Regions from separate parts of the Hordeum vulgare genome. Here region 1 is linked to region 2. Evidence: chromatin contacts called from public Hi-C data. All regions are on one chromosome and are shown on one strand. Each heading gives the region's core, a stretch centred on a gene start, on an enhancer-like site or on the middle of the called end of the contact. The rest is flanking DNA. Distances are from core to core; before and after follow the strand shown. Region 1 holds the start of LOC123444715 (ubiquitin-conjugating enzyme E2-17 kDa-like). Region 2 holds the start of LOC123444714 (probable inactive receptor kinase At5g58300).

Region 1 (5,821 bases), core at 809-3,308, 200 kb before region 2:
AGAAAAGATAGATTCAGAAACAGAATATTTTTCTAAAAAAGAAGAGGTGATATAATAACGATTTCTGTAAAAACATTGAGATATAAAAAGATATAGTTGGTCCTTAATGTCAAAATGTAGGGATGAACATAAATCAGACAAGCTAACACTGAAACATCAATGGAACATGAAGAGGGTAGACATACTGACAGTTTGACAAGATTCATGTTCCAATAAAGATGGCAAAGATGCAAGGAAATTTGTTTGGCTCAACATTGTTCAGCACTAACCTTCGGAGGCTTGAAGGGGTAGTCCGGGGGGAAATGGATATTCACCAAGAAAACACCTCCAGCATAGGGACTATCAGGAGGGCCCATGATGGTTGCCTGCCAATGGAACATATCCTCGCCAGAAGGACCTAAATAAAAAGGAACCTATAATAAATCACTACAATCATTTGTGCAAACAAGGGAGTAAGCACCAAGCAGCAGCACGACATAATCCTGATTATAGAACTGATGGTCAATTGTAGTGGTTGTTGATGACTGTTCATCAGTTACTAAGTTGGAATATACAGAGTACTTAGGAAGACTCTATGCAAGATACCTTTCTTAAATAAAAACATCAATTTAGCTAGTCAACCGTAAAAGGACACTGACAGACAGAAACTGGCATAGTGATACAATCTCTTTGGGCAAGAACAGTGAATGAAACTGTGTGTTATAGTTCAATTTCCTGGATAAGTGACTGAGCAAAATGAAAAGTATATTAGGAAATAATCCAATTTATCAATGGGCCGACGCCATAAAAACTTCCGGTGATAGTTCACATGACCATAGCATATCAACGCTGCTAAGATACACACAACATGGATATTAGTCATCAGTGAATTATATATCTGGCTCGTACCTGCACTGCATGATGTCGGAGGATCTTTCTGCAAGTCCTTGAGTTCCTTCAGGATACGTTTTGAAGCCATGATAAGCTCCTGCTTTGAGTTACATTTGCATGTTTATGAGACTCAAGAATAAGTTACTAACTCTAGAGTTTAAACATATTTTCGTTCACCACATACTGCAATAAGTTGGCAGCATAAGAATAATAAAAAGCAAAAGATACAACAATACGGGTTTATTGCTTCAAAGTATTTAGCCTGGCGCTGAAGTAACTTCACTACTTACTCGTATATATTTGTCCAAAGTAATCTAGAACACGAAGCTTCGATTAAGTAATGATTCGTTAACCTTAACATATTTGTTCCATCACACCAACACAACCAAGTTATCTTAAAGGTGGCAAAATCAAACAAACTGGTGCAAGACTCATACTGGGATAAATAAATAAAAATTAATGCGGTTATCAAATTAACATTAACAGATAACGATCTGTAGAAATCATCTGGCTGCTAAGCTACATTAACAAGCAAGGCATATCCCACCAGATCAATCCCACAGGTTCACAAATCCATCCGACCATACAACAGATCACTGACAAGCAACGACGCCTTCCACGCGCAGAAAAAAAAAAAACAAGTCGCACTTTTTTTGAATCGATCGAGACTTACAAATTCCCAGTCGATTGAGACCTAGCAAAAACCGTTTAGCCTACACGACAAGAGGAACAACAAAACACGACGATTGGTTCTAACGAATCACGTCACGCAACAGATCGACGATGACGACCCAGCGGGTTGAGCGAACACGCATCGAATCGACGGGCCGGTGGGCGAATCGCCACCGGCGCGCAACAAATCTAACGCGCAGCACAGGCCCTGCCGCAGGCGGCGCGGCGACGCCGGGCGCCGGGCCACGGATCTACCACAAAACAAAAGATAAATCCAGACACGGCCAACGGAATCGGGGGATAAATTACGCGAAGGCCGGGACGGGGGCGGATCGGGATCGGGACACGGAGCTACTTGCGCCGATCTGACGGAATCGAAGGAGGAGGCGGAGGGAGGGGTACCTTTTCTTCGCAGCGGCCACGAGAGGTCGGGGATGGAGAGAGAGGCCCTCGCTCCTTTTCCGCTCGGGGTGTGTTTTGCTCCCTCTGTTTTGTTGGCACCCGAACCCGATACAGGGCGTTATATTTTCCTTGCTGAAATAATTACGGCAAGGAAATCTAGCAGCGGACGAGGCGTCGGAATACGGTTCTCTGGTGTGAAGGCGATGTCGACACAGTGATGAGTGCCCAACGGGGAATTTCGGCGGTCCAAGTTAGGCGTGTTGAACGGGTCCAAATTATTCAACTATGGAACCTTACTACCGGTGCATATAAACCATTCAAAAGATGGGGATGCGGTTTTTCTTTTCTTTTTCTCTTTAAGATATACTAGCAAAAGGGCCCGTGCGTTGCAACGGGAGAAAAAAATACCACACACTTTTAATCTTTTTATAATCATTTTCATTTATTAAAATAATAAGTTAACTAACTAATGTAGTCAGTCCTATCCTATTTTGTTGAGAAATCAACCCATCCATTGTTAATTCCACCATGATGAGAAATTGAGCGGGACAAGCAAAGCAAAACAAAGCGGCTACGTGAATTGATCAACGGATTGCTATCTTATTTCACTCATGGGATAGAGAATGTGGGATCAGATGACAAACTGAAGGTGGTGTTCCATTCTCTGTCTGTACAACAATACAATCTTACATTCAATACATTCATTCATCAGCAAACAAATCCCCACAAAATAAAATTTCTTGCCGGTGCTTGGCACACTGTTGGAGGCATGAGGAGGGGATCTCACCAGATGATGAGTTCCTGCCGGAGGAGGGGATACGATGAGGGGAGCAAGGGTTAGGCGCCTCTATCTGGCCATAAGGAGTCGCCGTTGCCGCGCCATAACCTCGGAGTTCCCCGTGTGAGCCATGGAGGCCCGCCTCCACCTGCAAGTACTTCCCTCCGTCGTTCTGCATCGAGCAGACGCATCATCCCCAGTCACTGTAGATGTCGCGTTGATTTGATCCAGAAGCTGTGCTCGAGCGTCGAAACGGGGGTAGCAAGCGGGCAGAGGTACGGCCTTGGAGGCGGGTGGGTTGAGATCGACAACAGTGGTGGTTGAGGTCGGCCGCGGCAGCGAGTGGTGTGGCAGCGGCCTGGGCACACGTCAGGGTGGACCAGGGTCGACGCGATGCGCTCGAGCGCCGCAACGGGGGCAGTGAGCGGGGAGAGGTACGGCCGCGGAGGCGGGTGGGTTGAGATCGGCAGCGGTGGCAGTTGAGGTCGGCCGCGGCGGCGAGTGGTGTGGCGGCGGCCTGGGCACAGTCCGGGGTGGCCCAGGGTCAACGGGAGGAGGCGATGCGTACGGGTATAATTTTTGCAGCGAATCGTTTTTCCTTTTGCGTTGCAGATAAATGATGGAGCGCGGGTTGAATAACAAAAATTACAACGGGAGAAAGAAATACCACACGGCACACGCTCTTAATTTATAAAAAATGTCTATAATTTAAGAATTTATAGTTACGATACAAATAAAGATGGTCTTATCCTACAAAAATGCAGTTCAAAATTTCACAGGTCTTCTATTTTAACACGGCTTGCATGTAGATTTAATACGTACAAAGAATTAGTCAAGTGACCTTCAGTTTCATCTCTAATCCTGATTTTGTTGACGTGCTCATTCCTAACCCGGATGAGTACCGGTATGAAAGAAAGACGAATAATGACTTATTTATTAAGATTGCACCCTAGATAGTATTTTTATTAAACGTTTAACAGATAAAATAATATCATATTTAAATTCTACATATTTTTCTAATCAAATTCCATGTATAATATGTTAAATTTGGAGTTACGGTTTAAAAGATATGAGTATTTTAAAAAATATTTAATATATACTACGAGTTTAATGTCATAAACAGTAAGGACATTTTTGTAAAATCAGCTCGGTGGGTTTTCCGACGAAAGCGATAGCCTCTTTATTATTAGGTAAAGATATAAACCATTCAAAAAAGCTAAGACAACTAAAGTTTCAGTACAACAGAAAGAACTTCACGCCAAAGCTGTTGATTACCAAAGACAGCCTCATCAAGTTGCTGACTGTACCCCTTTTAATAGCGATCAACATAATAGTAGTATCAATTCTGAAATGAGCTACATCGGCAAAAGAAGAACAAAAAGAAAAAAAAATCATCCTTCCATCCTTTTGCATGATGTTGTAACTCCAGCAGACGTGGGGCGTTGTCGCTCCAGCAGACGCTGCAAAATGCAGGCGCGCTATATTTACAACGCCGCGCTTAACCCAAACAATATTTCTCACCAAAATAAAATAAATTAATAATAAATAGTCCAACTATTATTGCAACTCAAATAAATAGTTTATTTTCAGTACAACAAATAGTTCAACAATATTACATGAGACATACAACATCAAATTAATTTAACGGTCATGCCATGCCCACCTCTTCATGATTAGATCCTTCTGAAGATCATCATGCGTTTCGACACGTTGAATGACATTGATAGAAGGCAATAAATCGTGTTTATCCTCGCAGCCGTCCTTCGCACTCGCACGGGATTTCACAATAACTCATACTGAGAATAGCTTAAATCATGCCCACGCTCATTCTCGATGATCATGTTATGCATTATAACGCAAGCGTTCATGATGTACCGACAGATATCTTGATCCCAAAATCTAGCCGGTCCTCTCACAATAGCAAATTAGGCTTGCAAAATTCCAAAAGCTCTCTCCACATCTTTTCTAGCCGCCGAATGAGCATTATGGAAATCAAGATTTTTCTTACCTTGCGGTGTCGTCATCGGCTTCACAAATGTTTGTCACCTGGGGTAGATGTTATCCGTAAGATAGTAGACATAGTTGTTGTTGAGTAAATAGGCAATTTTCCGAGTAGATTAATTCATGAAATAATTACTAACATGGCATTGACTAGATTCATGACATACTGATCACACAGCATAGTAGCAAGTACTACGCATATAGGATAAACATCTACGCATATAGCTAGTACTGCTAGGGCAGAAGTAAACAGGAGCGGGATAAACAGGTTATCCCTCCGATTGGCCACTTGGTCGTAACAGCAGCGTTGGCGGCGGCAGCATCCTCTGCCTTCTTCTTCTCGGCTTCGGCCTTCTCGAGGAGGAGACAGTTGGCTTCGCTTGGTTCAGCCATGGCGATGATGAGGACGACGCGGACATAGACGAAGCAGACGAACGGAGGCGAGTAGCCGCGTGATCACTCCCCAAAAACCTAATCGCCCCTCTCCCATACAAGAACCAGAGAGGCGGGGTTTCGGAGGCCTGCTCTCCCGTCGACCGTGTACGCGGTGAACGGGACGGAGTCGCCGGCGGCAGCAGCAGCAAAGGAACGAGCGCGTGAGGCAGAGGTGATCTGATCTCGTGACGGCTAAAAATAAGCGCGTAGGTATGAGCTCGACTCGGCTCATTCCCGCAAACCGCGTCGTGGCGTGGCGGGCGGCGGAGGAGTAATGCGCGAGGGCCTCTTCTCTTCTCACTCTCCAATAGAATGTAGAAGAGAGACCCTTATAAAGGAGTCCAACTTCTTCTCCACTCGCGGGGTGGGACTAAACTTCCCACCACCACCTTGTCATGCCACCACCTACATGGGCCCTTGGAGATTTCCGAAATTCTCTTATGGGTCTAAAGCCCACCAATAATTTCCAACAATCCCCCACCAGATCTCAAGGGCACATCATGTTCCCTCGTTCCAACCACTGTTTTAATATACCGGCATTTCAGTGAAGACCTGTTAAGGTTGAGCTTCACCTAGAACAAGTAGCTACACCCCTTTACAACTGAACAATAGACTATGCCTTGAATTGTCAGTTTGGCGTAAAGAAGCTTCACCACAAGTCTT
Region 2 (6,568 bases), core at 2,673-5,172:
AAAATAAATTCACATATCTAGAAGGTTAATGGCTATCCGTTTATTTGCAGAAATTGGAGGATTCATCTTAAGAGTGACCAGACCTATAATAGAAGTTTTAGAGAACAGGAGAAAACACAAGGATTCGGCATATTAACTAGCACTATTCCGATTCGCTATGTGACTTTCGAAGTGAATCTACAGTATGAATTCTAACCAAGTTTCGGATATGCTTGTAGCCTGCTAGTGTCAACTGTTGAGTCTGAGACTCTGAGTTATCAATCCTCACTTCAATGGGGAGAAACATTTTGAATAGGCTAGACCGCTAGAAGTTCATAAGCACTAATAGGCAACTGATTTCAAACATAACAGGCAAAACAAAGAACTTACCATGCAAAACAGCAGCAAGGCTACCAGCAGGGACATAGTCATACACCAGTAGCTTTTCATCTTTGGAGTAATAATAAGCACGCAACGGAACAATATTCTGATGCTGGCCAATCCTGCCAACTATCTCCATCTGCTGTTCGAAGTCTTTCTTCCCCACCACCATCTCCTTTAATCTCTTGACCACAACTGTGGTGCTGTCCTCAAGAACAGCCTTGTAGGTAGTTCCAAAGCTTCCTTTTCCAAGTACTTCAGCTGAAGCTCTAAGCAAATCTTCCAGGTCAAAGTTATATGAAGAACCCTCGAAGAAAACCAGTTTGTTTCTCTCTGCTTCCTGAACACTACTGCTGTAGTCTTCCTTAGGGGTGTCTGTCCTTCCACCTGCAACAGCTTTTCCTTTGGATGACGAAGCTGTGGTTGGTTCTGTGTGTTTCTTTCTCTTGAAAATACATATCAAGAGTACAAGAATCAAGAGAAGCAACAATACCCCTCCTGCAGCAGCAATTGCAATTAGAACACCTGTCCTGATCCTTTTCCAGAAGCTCTTCTTGGGTTTGCTGGGCACTGATGGTGTCGGTGAAGGAGAAGGCGCAGTTCCAGGACATGGTTCCAATGGTAACCCACACAGAAAAGCATTCCCTAAGAATGAACTAGCTGGGAATTTCTGCAAGGAAGGTGGTATTGGACCACTGAGGTTGTTGTTGCTCATATTCAAATGCCTCAATTTGGGGAGACGTAGGTCAGGGATGGGTCCAGAAAGAGAGTTGTTCTGGAGAAGGATTGCAGTAAGTCCAGTGAGATTTTGTACTCTCAATGGGATTTCCCCATCAAAAGTGTTGTAGGACAGATCTAGGAATGTTAAGCTGGATGAAAGTGTAGTTGGTATGATTCCAGACAGATTATTATGCTGCAGGTAGAGGGAATGAAGGGATGGAATAGATCCTACATCAGGAGGGAGGTCAACAGTAAGGCGATTAGACCGTAGGCTCAACACCTCCAAGGCATCAAGCTTGCCAAGTGTATCCGAGGGTATCGGGCCAAAGAGTCCTACTGCAGGTAGGCGTAGTGTGTGTACACGGCTATTGTCCGGTGTGCATGTCACTCCCACCCAAGAAGTGCAGACAGGTGTCGTGGAGCTCCAGTTGAGCTTCCTGCCATGGGGCAGGGATGCAGCAAATGCAAGAAGAGCCTGCTTGTCAGAGTTCAGATCGGCACTTTCAGCATACAGGATGCATGCAAAGAGAACAGCAGCAGACAGAGATGCTGCAAGTGTAAGATGCTGCATTGTTCGGACTTGCTGGAAGCCAATAGATTTCAACTCTGTAGTCCAAGCTTTCTCATCAGCTCTTCACTCTTCTAGAATGAGAGAAAAAGAAAGGGTAAGTGAAAGTGGCCGACAAAACATCGAGGCAATAATAGATAGTACATGTAAAAAGGAAGGTCCCAAAAAAGCGGTGAACGAAGGAATTCAGAATATAAAACATGAAGCATAAACTTTGCACCTAAATACACTTTTGGCACTAACTGCCTAAGAACTAGAAAATATGCTCAAGAGATATGCAAAGTTAGAAATATGGGAGAGTTAATGGTGGATTTTCCCCCCTACTCTATCCTAAAGGGTTGTAGAGAATAATCTACCGTGGTAGCTTGTTTTCAGAAGAACTTGCAGTTGAATAAGTGAGATACTTAAACGTTCTCTTCGACCCACATACTGGCATCTGCATGTTCATGGCTTTAAAATCAATATCCCATTTTAGATCATCCAAAGACAGGTTCATCGGCAAGATAACAAATACGGAGTAGTATACATATACAGGGCTTTGACAGACCAAACTTGCATACCGGCTCTGTATTTGGTCAAATAAGCAATTGTATACCTCGTCCAACACAATAATGTTCTTGAGAGTTAAGAGCTCTCCCGTTTGTACCTACCTTAGCTATCATTAGGCTCAACCAGAAATTGCTCACTTTGCAGTGCAACTGGAATTGCAACGATCAGAACAGAAGCTGGTGCAACCGCATACGTAAGTAATAGAATAAGCCAGTAGAATGATCCAGGAGAGAAATGCTTCCATGGTGAGGCATTCTATGCAAGACACCTCACATTTGCCAACTACTACTACATAGTAAGCTCCCCTCTCATCGGCTCCATTTGTCTCTTCCTCTAGTCTCAGACTCTCAGCCATAAGACCCACCATCAAGCTGATTGCTCTGGTGGTTCTTATTGGTTTTCAACGGGGGGCAGTTGAGATAATGTGCATGTGACAACAGCATACAGCCCGTCTCATATCACTCATTGGCCTCCTTTTTATAAAGCAGAACCCAAATTGCGCACATTAGCTTAGGACTAGCAAACCATCATTTAAAAAATGGTGGACAAATGATGGCAAGAACTTGTTCAACGAGGCTCCCAGAGGAAAATTTGCTAGATTCCCTTTATGTGGAGGTAGGTGATCCACTTAAATGTACCACACCACACCACCGCAGTAGTACCAGCGTGCTCACCTAACCTTACATTACATGATCCACACCTGAATTCATGTTACCGTTGTGTTCTCAATTACTACTAGATGGTTAATACTAGAAGTGACAGCACAGGGCCACAGGCACTAAAAGGCAGGGCCTAGAGCTGGAGGTAAAGGTCTCCGATGGATGAGAGAAAGCGAGAAACGGAAGGAGAGGAAGGAAAGTAGGGTCTTTTAATCTTTTTGGAGGGGAGGTGGGGGCTGGCCGGCTGGCATAAATCAATGCAAGTGTTCATGGCTGCATCTGCATGGGCTACTACGCCGCTGGCACGGCCTACACGCATCCATACACCTGACTGTGGACCGGGTGGCGCCATGATGGTCGATAATTCTGTAGACAGAATTACAACAGCAGAGACTTATCAGTGTGTTGAAAAGAATTACCAACTCATCTAGTAGGAAAGGAATGTGATACAAGAACTAGTGCTACCCAGCTCTTGGCATTAAAACATTCTTCTCCGTATTTGGAAACAAATAAAAGCTTAACACTAGCCATCAGGCGCAAAACAAACAACGGCCAACAAACTGCATTGCGCTAATCGATTCCGTTCCTAAACCCCGGGGGGGGGGGGGGGGGCGAATCGAGCCCAGGTTCCAATCTCGGCGGGAGAGGTTTGGGCATCCGAAGGCGTCGGTGTATCCAAGAAAACAAGATAAAGAAACGGAAGGCGCCGGGCGAGGAGGGGAGAGAAGGCCGCAAACCTCTTGCCAGGCGGGAAATCGAGCGATGCGTCCTTCCGTCCCCGCGCCGACCGCCGCAAGATCCAGCCGTCCTCCGGCCGCCCACCCAGAGTCACGCGCCGATCGAGAGCGGTGGCCGGGAGGAGGAGGAGGAGTCGGCCCGATCTGCGCCGGAAGCGGCCGGCATTGCGGGGAGCAGGAGCGCCGGACCGCCGCCCGCCTTGGAGTTCGCCTCCGGCCTGGCTGGAGAGTGGAGGAGAGCGTGGCGTGGCGATCTCGCTGCGCGCCCGCGACTGAGCTGTGTACTGCCTGTGTGTGCGGGTGTGTCGGGTTACATGTGTGTGTGTGTGTGGACGGACGCTGTAGCGGTGGCTGTAGATGAGGAGGGAGCTGTGCTGTGCTGTGCTGTGCGGCACTGCGGGTCGGTGGAAACTGCGTGTGCAAATTTGGCGTGCATTTAAGAGAAGCGTCAGTTACCGGGCGCTTATTTTGCAGAGTAAAAGTTTTGGGGTTTGTTAGAGTGACGGATTTACCCCCCGAGGGAGGGTCGACGGACATCTGGAAGTCTGCCTGGTGCCTACAGGGCATGTGTGTAACAGTGTAAGCTCACATTCTTTGAGAACATAAGTAAAAAAACATTCTGGAGGTCCATTTTCTTCTCGGGGCGCACCGACGTGTAAGTAAGCATCGGCGATAGCAGCGTGGCTTTGTTTACGGCCTCCGGTCTCCGGATCCCGGTTTCAAGATCGGGGGAGCGAGGGAGGGGGGACACGGCGGTACAGGGATAGGCCCGCCGCGCAGCAGCGGCCGTGCCGCACGGCCATCTCGTGGCGCTCCGATCGACCGGTACCGAGATCCAAATCCTCTGTACAGCTGAGCTGCCCGGGAGGAGAAGCCATGAGTTGGCAATGATGCACACTATTGGACACCGAGCTGTGCCGCCTGCTCTCCTCCCAGAGACGGTACAAGAATGTTCGTAATGACTTCAGATTAACTAAGACGACATACGAGTGGTCAATTCATTGCATGTAATGATAGTAATTAGCAAATTGGCATTGATTTCTTTTGTTTTCCTCTCTGTTTTGATCATGTTAGAATTAATGGGCCTCGCCCATTTACAAATTATGAAATCTCAAATTGAGCCTATGAGTAAAATGGCAAGTGGTGGTGCTAAAGTTTAGTCCAATGCCGCTAGTTGAAAAAGAATTGGACCTTTTTATATAGTGAGTTCTTCCCACCACACTAAGTGTGTGTTCAAAAGAGAAAGGAGAAGACCACACACGCGCGCTCTCCTTGCCTAGTCGGGGCGGGCGGGGCAGGGTGCGCGAGAATGGTCCGCTGAATTTCGGTCCGTTGCCTTACGGGAGCACGACTTTCTTTTGCCGTTTTATTTTTCTGTCTTGGCAGACAAGTTGAGAATTTCTTGTCCGGTAAGTATACGACTTGGAAACCAAGTCGGTTTGAGACGTGATTGCGACACGATACCGACCTTGTTTCTCATATATATACTGCTTACCGTGGTCGGCCAAAGACACACCAAAAACATCTACGATTTTGCCTCATCTCACAACTTGCGCCGCCGTCGTAGTTTACCTCATCGCGAGCGCCGACGTGCATCTGCGTGCGAGAGAGCAGGTCTTCGGAACCGTTCATCTTTGCGATCCTGCACCGGGAGAGGACGAATTAGGTTTTTTGGGAAGCACTTTGCGCGACTGCTCAAAGTCTTTAGCACGGGTCGTCTACCGTCCAAGTCGGGCGGTGCTACTCATCGTCGTCCTTATCGCCATCAACAAAGGATCGTCGCCAGCATCATCATCAACACAGTCGCTCGTGCTTCAACTAAAGAACAGTATGTTACTCGTAATCTCTTAATGTTCTTCGTTGTAGTTGCTGCTTCTTGCGCGGTGATGTTGTGCATGTTCGGTTGCTCTACTAGATTGCTAGAGTATTGCATGATATGTTCTGTTTTAGTCATGAATTATTTATTGGAGTTAATCAGGAACTTGCCTAATCTTCCAACAATCCAAAAACCTAATTGTAGGCAATTTTCTGAGTTAAGTATGGCTGGATTTGCTGATGCTCTGAGGCCGTATAAGTTTACCATTGTGAACTTTAAGAGGTGGGAAGTGAGATCCACGCTTTGGCTTACTCCTCTGAAAGTTTTTCATGTTAGTGCTGGCATGCTAGAGGGAGCTTATGATGAAGATTGGAGAAAGTTCCAGGAAGCCAACACTATGTTTGTGGGATGCGTTTTTAGTGCTCTTGCTGACTGTCTATGTGATGTGTACATGCACATATAAGATGGAAAGACACTGTGGGATGCACTGTAAGCTAAGTTCGGTGCGATAGATGCAGGCAGTGAACTATACATCATGGAGAATTTTCACGACTACAAGATGGTAAATAACTGTTATGTGGTTGAACAAGCTCATGAGATACAATGTATTGTAAAGGAACTGGAACTCCTTAAGTGTGATCTACCCGATAAATTTGTGGTTGGGTGCATGATTGCAAAGTTGCCTCCTTCATGGAGAAACTTCGCCACTTCAGTGAAACATAAGAGACATGAGATATCAGTTGAAAATGTGATTGCATCTCTTGATATTGAAGAGAAATCTCGGGCTAAAGACACTACTGAGAAAGGAGGTGGGGTTCACTGCCAACATGGTACAAAGGTTCCCACAGAACAGGAACAAAGGAAAGAACAAGCCTGTTTTCAACAAGCCTATAAAGACTACTACCTTCAAGAAGAAGTTCAAAAAGGCTGAGCTAGAGTACTACGCGTGTGGAAAGCTCGGACACTTTTCCAAGGAATGCTCAAAACGTGCAGACCACGGAGGGAAAACAAGCTCCAAGACTATCAACATGGTGACCGCTAGCAATACTGATGGGTATCGTAATTTACCTATTGTGCTTTCAGTACTTCAATCATCTTCATGGTGGATTGATTCAGGTGCTAACGTTCATGTGTGTGTTGACATCTCTTTGTTTACTTC

The links. Hi-C and Micro-C count contacts between places; a contact is called where the count stands out from the background.
Region 1: a contact with region 2 is called in a Hi-C map of leaf, with 5 times the contacts expected there. The contact joins the promoter of LOC123444715 here to the promoter of LOC123444714 in region 2. A contact is called at or near these places in 4 of 6 Hi-C or Micro-C datasets (leaf and seedling) and 1 of 1 datasets of contacts at active chromatin or transcription factors (embryo).

What each region holds. Positions count from the first base shown.
Region 1 is chr3H:528,270,810-528,276,630 of MorexV3_pseudomolecules_assembly, reverse strand. LOC123444715 (ubiquitin-conjugating enzyme E2-17 kDa-like) reads right to left here and starts at 2,058. Exons shown (of 5, transcript XM_045121531.1): 1 at 1,945-2,058; 2 at 889-967; 3 at 270-397. The coding sequence starts at 958.
Region 2 is chr3H:528,069,356-528,075,923 of MorexV3_pseudomolecules_assembly, reverse strand. It overlaps LOC123444714 (probable inactive receptor kinase At5g58300), which reads right to left and starts at 3,922. Exons shown (of 3, transcript XM_045121529.1): 1 at 3,594-3,922; 2 at 370-1,722. The coding sequence starts at 1,651.